3 separate regions of the Mus musculus genome follow, and all the other regions are linked to region 2. A link is a contact called in public Hi-C data. All regions are on one chromosome and are shown on one strand. The core of a region is the stretch at or near the end of the contact, and the rest is flanking DNA. Distances in the headings are between cores, read along the strand shown.

Region 1 (2,700 bases), core at 123-2,622, 330 kb after region 2:
CAGCTGGGAAGTGGAGGTGTGTGTAGCATGAGGTGCTTTTATTTGAGGAGTACAGGCCCACGTATGTGTTGTGGAGCTCCCCAAACAGAATGTTGTCTGGTTCTGTGGGTAATACCCCAAAACGCTGTGGTAAATACTCAGGAAGCCCTTGGCTTACAGATGATGGAAGCGGCTCTCTGGGTTCTGTGTGCCCTGTGTTTGGATATTGGGACATCTGTATACACATCAGCACATGCCAACTCAGAAGGAGGCTGCTCTGCGGGAAAGGACTTGTCACATGGAAAACACACACATCTGTCTTCTCCTCAGTTTTCATTCTCGTTGGGAATCGTAATCAGTCAATTGTGATGCCAGCAGCTTAGGTGCCTGTATGACGGGGACCGTTACCTCGCCTGCAGTACCAGTTAGACCACGCAGCCTTCCTGTGGAGACCAGGGCTCAGTTCTTGGTAGATCACCTGTGTACTCACAGTGCTTTGTTCACATCTTTCCCGACACCCGATCACTGTTAGTGACACTCTCCTCTCTGTCATCACAGGCTGCTGCATGTCCATCTCCTTTCACTTAGCAGTTGAGTTATAAAGTCCCATTTACCTGTCCCTTGAAGTGGCAAGCTCTGACCTGGGGTCACTGTGGCCTTGTGCCATCAGCACCCAGCACAGGCCAAGCCCAGAGCCCGTGCTGAATAAATGTTAGTTGTCGGATGAATGGATTGGTAAAAACGGCGAGAGCTGTATCTTGTAATTATATCTAGACAGGATAAACAGGCCACTGGAGACCAATTATAATTCCTCTTGCTTGCAGGGAGGCCATTAGCATTCTGCGATTATAACTAATTGTCAGAAGCCTGGTTTTCTCTCAACACGTTTTCACAGTAAGGCTTCCTCATTTTTTGTCGTCATCCCTATTTTGAGCTCATTTTTATTTGTGCATTTATTTAAGAAGAATGCTGTGGTTATGGGCTGTAAAGAATAGTTGGCTCCAAGCAACTCAGTGAAGATCGCCATTCCACACATGTGGTTCCCAGGGCTGCTGGGATGTCATGTCTCGTCACTGTGTGCTGCCTTCTAATGACTCTGGATTTGTCTTATATGGTGTAGTAATAAGGTCATGTGGGTGTGGTGGTCGAGAGGAGTGGAAAGAGATACAGGGAGCTCTTTAGTTGCCCGTTACCCTGGATACAGAGGTCTCACATCCTCATTTATTGTGGCTGTCACTGAACAACTCTGCTCAGCGTTACATCAGAAGTCTGTGTCCTCAGAGCTTGAAGGCAGAGAGAGGCCTTTTCCTTATTTGTGTTCTGGGCTTGGATTACCCTTCCCTCACCCCAATTAGATTTCTCTCTGTGTGTGTGTGTCCCGCTTTGCTTGTCTGTGTACAAATTCTCAACAGAAGATGGCTATATTACCCACCCAGAATTCTTTACTGTACTCTAGCAGTGCTGTGTCCCTGAGAAAGATGGAGCTTGGAGAGAAAATGCTTCCCTCCCTCCCTCCCTCCCTCCCACTCTCTCCCCCTCCCTTTCTTCCTTCCTTCTACTTTTTCTTGTTTACTTATTTTGAGATATTCTTTCTAAACATTTGGAGATAGCTTTTTTTTTTTTCTTTTTTTTCCTTTTTCGAGACGGGGTTTCTCTGCATAACAGAATGCTGGCTGTCCTGGAACTCACTTTGTAGACCACTCTGATCTTGACCTCACAGAGATCTGCCTGCCTCTGCCCCTCAAACTGATGGGATTAAAGGTGTACCTCACCAGGCCCAACAGGAGGTAGCTTTTGATTGAGCTTACAGGAGAGTTAGAAGAATGGAAGCTGTGTTCTCCCTCCCCCTTCTCTAGGAGCCTGTCACTTTGGTTTGTGTCATCCTTTCTTCTCTGTTCACACACACACACACATGCATGTATACATATGTGTGTAAAGCATGTGTGTACATGTGCACATATGTGTGTGTGTGTCTATACACACACATATGAGCCATTTGAGACTGACTTGGAGACAAGATCATTTGACATTACGCAATACAAGAGCGTTGAAGTCTCTCTTGGCCCTGAGTCCTCCTGTCTCCAGTGTCCTGACCTTAAACACTTTCTGAATCTTTAGATCTTGTAACCTGGGAGGTCTTGACACAGTGTAGGCCAGTTCCTTGGTAGAATGTCTTCCATCTTGGCACTGCCTAGTGTTTCCTTCAGGCCTCATGTTAGCCTCTGTTTCTTTGACAGGACTGTGGTAGACATGACATTCTCTGGCTCTGTCACAGCAGGAAGCTCAGGCCCCAAACCCTGTGATGTTGGTTTAGGTGTAGTGAGAGTCAGGCGAGTGCCTTGCTTCTCCACCGCGCCCACTGCTCTTTCCCACCTCACTGGGATTCGAGAAGCAGTCTTCAGAGAGGTTTTGTGTAAGTCTGTGGCCCCTTCGCCCTCTTACATTCTTGTTACTTCTCCAGTCAGATCTGTGGCTCTGGAGTTTCCTTTGACATGGCATGGTTTTGGTAAGAAGATAAGGACTTCATTTTTGTATGATCTTCTGTGTCATTGGGTAAGTTGGGTATGTAAGAAAGCTGGCTGACTTCATCTCCAGTGTGAGGTTCAGTGGTGTCTGCTCGCTGCTTCTCGCTGTGGTTCTCAGTTCAGCCTGAGAGGTGCAGCCTTCCTTCCTACCTTTCCCTCCGCTCTACTTCCTAGAGCTCAGCTTTCTTGGATTGCT
Region 2 (2,700 bases), core at 155-2,654:
AGGAGGCTGCCGTGCCTCTCCCATATCAACCACAGTGTGCCAGAGTACCAAACCAAGAATATCATCCCCTGGGAAAGCCATACAAGCCTTTGGTGACTAAGACAGGGACACAGAGCTGGATTAAGAATTCGGCCAGAGTCTGCTGATATAGCACCAATACGAGACAGGATCCACACAGAGATGCCCATTTTGGGTGGTCATGTTGTTAGCGCCCAAAAGGACCTGCCACTAGCATGCTGGTTGACCTGAAACACTTTGTCTTACATCCCTGTTCCTCCTTTATTCCTGTAGACCTGTGCCTTATAACAAAAATGAAAAAAAAAAAACCCTACACATATTGTATTTTAAATTTTTAACACCTTTTTAAAATAGCAAAGGCAAAAACCATAAAGTAAAAACAGAAAAGTAATTTTACTCATATATTTAATGAAACCCAGTGTATCTGAAATAGTATCCCACAAGGCAGTCTATATGAAACGTTGGTTAAGTAGATATCAGTCTTCCAGTTATGTATTATTTATTAACCATAAGTCTGGGACCTGGTGTTTATACGCTGGCAGTTCCTCTCCATATAGACTTTACTTTCGGTGTATAGGAAGCAATGAATGTATTGGCTGACCAGAGCTAACGCAAAAGCCAGAGTCAAGAGCAGAGTGTAGAAGCTGGAGGGGGGGGGGGGTCTAGCTCACATACACTGTGCCTCTTTCTGTCATTAGCGCCCAGGAAATATGACATTAATAGAAGGCGGCTTCCCTAGAGAGGACAGCTATCCAGAGCTCCTAGCTATTGTGTCTTCCCTTTCAGACCTCTCCCACGAGAACATTAGGACATTAGTGTTGGAGGGGGGACACGTGTGGAGCACTCCTAGTCAAGGAACTATGGGGCAACTGATGGCTGCTGGTGGAGGAGAGGCCATTTTTCTTCAGCAAGATAGCGACTGGTAAATTGTCCATACCCCAGTAATCCCCTTTGCTACGCTCATGCAGACATCCTGATTCAACTCAGCAGGACACAGAAAGGGGAGAAAAGTAGACACGGAAGTGGGGTTGGGGGCGTTGCGAAGAAACCGGAAGTGTACAGAGAGCACAGGGAATGGATAAGACAGGGCAAGGGGTGAACATGACCAAAATACATTGTATCCACTCAAGATAAATAACAGGAAACAACAGAAGTAGCAAAACCCAGGGTGCAGGGGCTGTTGCAGTCCTTGGTAGTGCTCTGGGAACAAAGGCCAGCTAGGCCCGACTCTCCCAGCTCAGCCCTAAAGCAATCAGTGGCTCCCAAGATTAAAATTCACCCACGGCCAAATTCTGTTATAAACAGCAGCTCTGCTCCACCTGGGGCCTGGAAGCCGGCAGATGCAGCTCCTCTCCTGGGCATACAGTGATGGAAACCCCTCCTCGCTCCGACGCCCCCAGCCTTTAAATCAGCCGTGATTCCGGCCTGACACCGAGTTACGGCACGTTTACAGAGCCTCTGTAGGGCTCTCTAAATTTTGTGGCCATGGCTCATTCTCACCCAGCAATCCAAATAAAAATAGCGCTATTGATCACAAAGCCATCGATAACGTCAGCCCTGAAGCTGCACGTGTCCATCTTTAATTGCCTCTTCCCTTTTATGTCTCCAGATATTACCATACAAGTCTGGGAGGCCAGTGGCCTCAGGTTGTGAAGAAAAGAGACCTGTGCTAGGCATAAGGGAGTGGGACTCTCATTTGGGGCCCTGTGTTAGAATCTGTCAGGAAATGTCACCCAATTATGCTTAATTTCTCATTGTTCCCCCCCCTGACCCCCACCCTTTCTCCTCCAAGCAATTAAGCTTCTTTGCTGTAACAGAGAAGCAAAGTGGCGATGCCCAATAAATTAATCAAGAAATAAGGAATGAAGGCCGTGCGCACTGGAGCTGGGTGTTTGCACATCACACATGTGGGGCTCCAGATGTTGAGACTTAATTTTTACCGCTATAAAAACTAAGAAAGAGGAAACTAGATGCTGTTCCAACTGACAGCCAGCCCTCCCTGCAGCACTGAGATGGCCCTGCAGCTTCTGGAATGCCCCCACCCCCACCCCCCAGGACCTGGTGGTAAAGAAAGGCTCCCCTTCAGGGTCTCGGGCGTGTGTTTTTCTGGCGTCCATGCAATTGTGTTCAACGTGAAGTGAAGTGATCGGCTCTGCTATTCGACAAGAAAGCTGCAAAATCAAAATTAACACATGCTTCATTAAACGCCTGCCAAGAGCAGCAGAGCCGTCTCCTTGGCACGCAGCCTTCCTTCCTGATAGAGGAATCATAAAGTTTCATTACATTTGAGAAAACAGGCACGGGGAATCTGAAGATGCCTATTGGTTGTGGGGTAAATCACAGGTAATTGAGACTATCATAAATTACCCACAGCCAGATCATTTAAAAAGAGAAATCATTAAAGTTCTCTTAAATATCTTTACTGAAAACAAATTTTCCTTAAAGTGCGGCCTCGTTTTAATTTGTTTGATGTGTTAGGGGATCCCACAAGCTAAGGAGGGGCATGGGACAAGCTTAAGTAGGCATCCTCCAGATGCCCTTCCGGACTCGAGGGTGTAGCTTAGTGCTTTCCTAGCATCGTAAGACCCCAGCAGTGCATGAAGCAGGCCTGGTAGCCCACATCTATAACCTCAGAAGGTGGAGACAGGAGGATCAGAAGTTCAAGGTCGTCTTCTCCACACA
Region 3 (2,700 bases), core at 72-2,571, 370 kb after region 2:
GCTGGACACACTGGAGAACACCGTTCCCCCCACCCCCCAAAAAAATGCTGTTTGAGATGTTGCCTGGGAGCCCCGCGGAAGCTCTGGGAAAGGTGGTTGAGGAAAGAGACGGAAAAAAAAAACTCACTTGATGTCTTTTCTGAGCTCTCTCTGCTTCTGGCCACTGAACTCTGATGAGCAGTCCTTGGTCCTTAGTGCCCTGGGACGTGTTATGGTGTGCCCTTGAGGACCTTAGAGGGGACATAGAAATGATCTTATCTCTTCATCCCAGCCAGAGACATAGCTCACCGGTAAAGCCCCATGGCATCCTGGGAAGAGTTCTGGAAAGCCAGCCCGGCAGGATGACAAAGCAAAAATGATGGTTTGCACTGCACCGAGCTCCCGTTTGCCTTGGCTATAGGGTTTCTCAAAGTCAGTGCTCAGTGACCAGCGTATCCTTTCCCCTTCCCCCACCCCCGGAATGAGTCTCTACTCTCTCCCCCTCATCTGCCCTGCAGAGGTCACTGTAGCTGGCCTCTGTCACAGGAGCCAGTGCAATGGAAAACTTAAGACCAGCAACATAAGCTCTAGTCTAGAGCTCTCAGCCTGTGAGGCTAACTCAGGACTGAGATGGTGGGCCTATGGGCCTATTCTCCTGGCGCTTCAGCCTCGGTGCCACCCCCACCCCCCTCAAGTGTCATCAGCAGGAAGTAGAGCTGTCTCCGCGCACCTGAGTCTTTTGCTCTCCCTGGATTGCCTGTCTGTCCCCACTCTATGATCACTAGCTCAGGGTTTCCAGAATGTGGGAAAAAGTGTCTCTGTCTCTGTCTGTCTCTCTGTCTCTGTCTCTCTCTCTCTGCCCTGCATGGGGTTACTCTCAACACCACGTGCCGAAAGCTGAACTTGGGCCCTCTACAAAAGCAGCCAGTGCACTTAACCACTGAGCCGCGTCTCCAGGTGCCCCGCTGGGTTTCTTTATGTGGGTTCTGGGGCTCAGACTCAGGTCCTCATGCTTGCACAGCAAGCGTTACTGATGGAACCGACCCTCACCCCCACCCCGCCCCAAGCCGTCCTCCCCATCAGCTGTGCAACCTCAGAACCAATGGCCATCTCCTGAGACCCTCGGCTCCCCTCTACCCATCTCATCAGCAGGTTTTGCCCTTCTGCACAGCCAGTCCTGTTGGCAGAAGAAACAGCCCAGGGGAATTGCCTACCACAGCAACTCCTTGGTGAGCAGGAAGGAGGGCAGTTCTGTGGTCGGCTACACATGCTTTAGAGACTCCCTCTGCCCCTAGATATGTGGCATTAGACCAACCAGGGGCAGCTCTTGGGGTCTCAGCTGCCTCATGTGGCGCGTTCGGGGTAGTAAAACCTGCCCCTGTTGCCACCAGAGAGATGGAATGCCTGGCTCGAAGCAGACACTTGAAAAATGGCAGGCATTATTCGTATTATTATACCACCAACACTTAATTTGCTTAAAATGTTTACTCTCTGAGAATCGATCCCCTCCCGGATTCCAGAGAGGCTCATAAATTCTCAGCAAACCTTATACAATAAGAGTCTCCATCCAGAACTAATAATTCCCAAAGTGGGAGATTAATAATTTCCCGTAAACTTGCTGGTCTGGACATTAAGTGGTGGAAGGCTTTCTCAGCAACTCATAGAGCGCCCCCAGGCCAGAGCCGCTGCAGAGGAACAACAGGCTCTCAGGCAGAGGAAAATTCCAGTCTTCAGGCCCTGCCCCTGCACTGCGCATTGAATACAGAGGCAGCCAGTGGAGGGCACAGAAACCCATTAACATTTGGCAAAACACCGGGGTTTGTGTTCTGCGGAAATGTCAGGGATGCTGCTATATGCGTCACTTGAAAATTCAAGAGTGGAGCTCAATTTGGGGGGCTCGAGGGTGGCATTTCTGCCTGAGTCCTGGAACTTTCTGCAGAGCGGGCACAGGGGACATGTACATTGGCCAGGGGGACACGTGTATAGCCCTCACGACATCCGGAAAGGGGTCTGTCCTCCATCACTCTAGGAGTACACATCTGGCCACGGAACAAGAAAGCCCAGTGTCCCATCTGCCCCAGGAAATCACGTCCTGTGTTCCCACAGCATCATCCTTGACTTGTTTGGTTGCTATATGTTCTAAATTTAAAACGGAAAAAATTAAAAAATACCAATAACATCTGGGGCTCCAGAGTGCATGTGTGTGTGTGCCTGGGAAATGTCACAGGGATGTTTAGAGAATTCCATATCCTTGCAAGGTTATAACTCACCATTTCCTGTCCAAATCCCAGTCTAGACCCAGCTCCCCAGCTTTGTGGAAGTCCCAGAGCATAAGATGTTTATATATGTTGAAACCGCAGGCCTGGATGATAAGGCCTTGAGTATCCCTTGTGCCCAGCACGGGGTATGTTGGGGGGCATAGTTTGCAGCTTTTGAAAGACCATACAGGGTTGGAGGGATGTGATTAAGGGTGTTAGCAGTCCTTATAGAAGGCCAGGATTCATTTTCCAGCTCAAACCTACCTGTAACTTCAGCTCCAGACCCCCTCTTCTGGACTCTGTGGTCACTGCATGCATATTCCGTAGATGTATGCAGACAGTACGTAAACACACACAAAGGCATACATGCATGCACATACACGTTCAGGGACACACGCACACACGTGTTTTTATTTAAAAAATCATTTGAGGGTCTTGGGATGTAGCTTAGTTGACTGTGTAA

The links. A called contact is a pair of places that touch in the nucleus more often than the background predicts.
Region 1: a Hi-C map of the N1E-115 cell line shows a contact between it and region 2, with 3 times the contacts expected there. The contact joins two enhancer-like sites. A contact is called at or near these places in 5 of 484 Hi-C or Micro-C datasets (the N1E-115 cell line, extraembryonic ectoderm, nephron progenitors and 1 more), 2 of 115 datasets of contacts at active chromatin or transcription factors (differentiating embryonic stem cells and embryonic basal ganglia) and 1 of 9 other capture datasets (embryonic stem cells).
Region 3: a Hi-C map of the N1E-115 cell line shows a contact between it and region 2, with 4 times the contacts expected there. The contact joins two enhancer-like sites. A contact is called at or near these places in 10 of 39 promoter capture datasets (the 3T3-L1 cell line, the HPC-7 cell line, HPC-7-derived erythroid cells and 5 more), 1 of 15 datasets of contacts at CTCF or cohesin (embryonic stem cells), 3 of 484 Hi-C or Micro-C datasets (the N1E-115 cell line, embryonic fibroblasts and trophoblast stem cells) and 2 of 9 other capture datasets (liver and macrophages).

The regions. Positions count from the first base shown.
Region 1 is chr2:173,604,338-173,607,037 of GRCm38.p6, reverse strand. It overlaps the pseudogene Ppp4r1l-ps. Among named protein-coding and RNA genes, the nearest start is that of Ankrd60, 27 kb to the right of the region's middle. Within about 2 kb of position 1,372, at least 23 of the 459 cell types and tissues checked have an H3K27ac peak or open chromatin away from gene starts, as enhancers often do. A contact at or near this core is called in the N1E-115 cell line, where this site is marked.
Region 2 is chr2:173,937,260-173,939,959 of GRCm38.p6, reverse strand. No RefSeq gene overlaps it. Among named protein-coding and RNA genes, the nearest start is that of Gm30017, 64 kb to the right of the region's middle. Within about 2 kb of position 1,404, at least 14 of the 459 cell types and tissues checked have an H3K27ac peak or open chromatin away from gene starts, as enhancers often do. A contact at or near this core is called in the N1E-115 cell line, where this site is marked.
Region 3 is chr2:173,563,357-173,566,056 of GRCm38.p6, reverse strand. No RefSeq gene overlaps it. Among named protein-coding and RNA genes, the nearest start is that of Ankrd60, 14 kb to the left of the region's middle. Within about 2 kb of position 1,321, at least 26 of the 459 cell types and tissues checked have an H3K27ac peak or open chromatin away from gene starts, as enhancers often do. A contact at or near this core is called in the N1E-115 cell line, where this site is marked.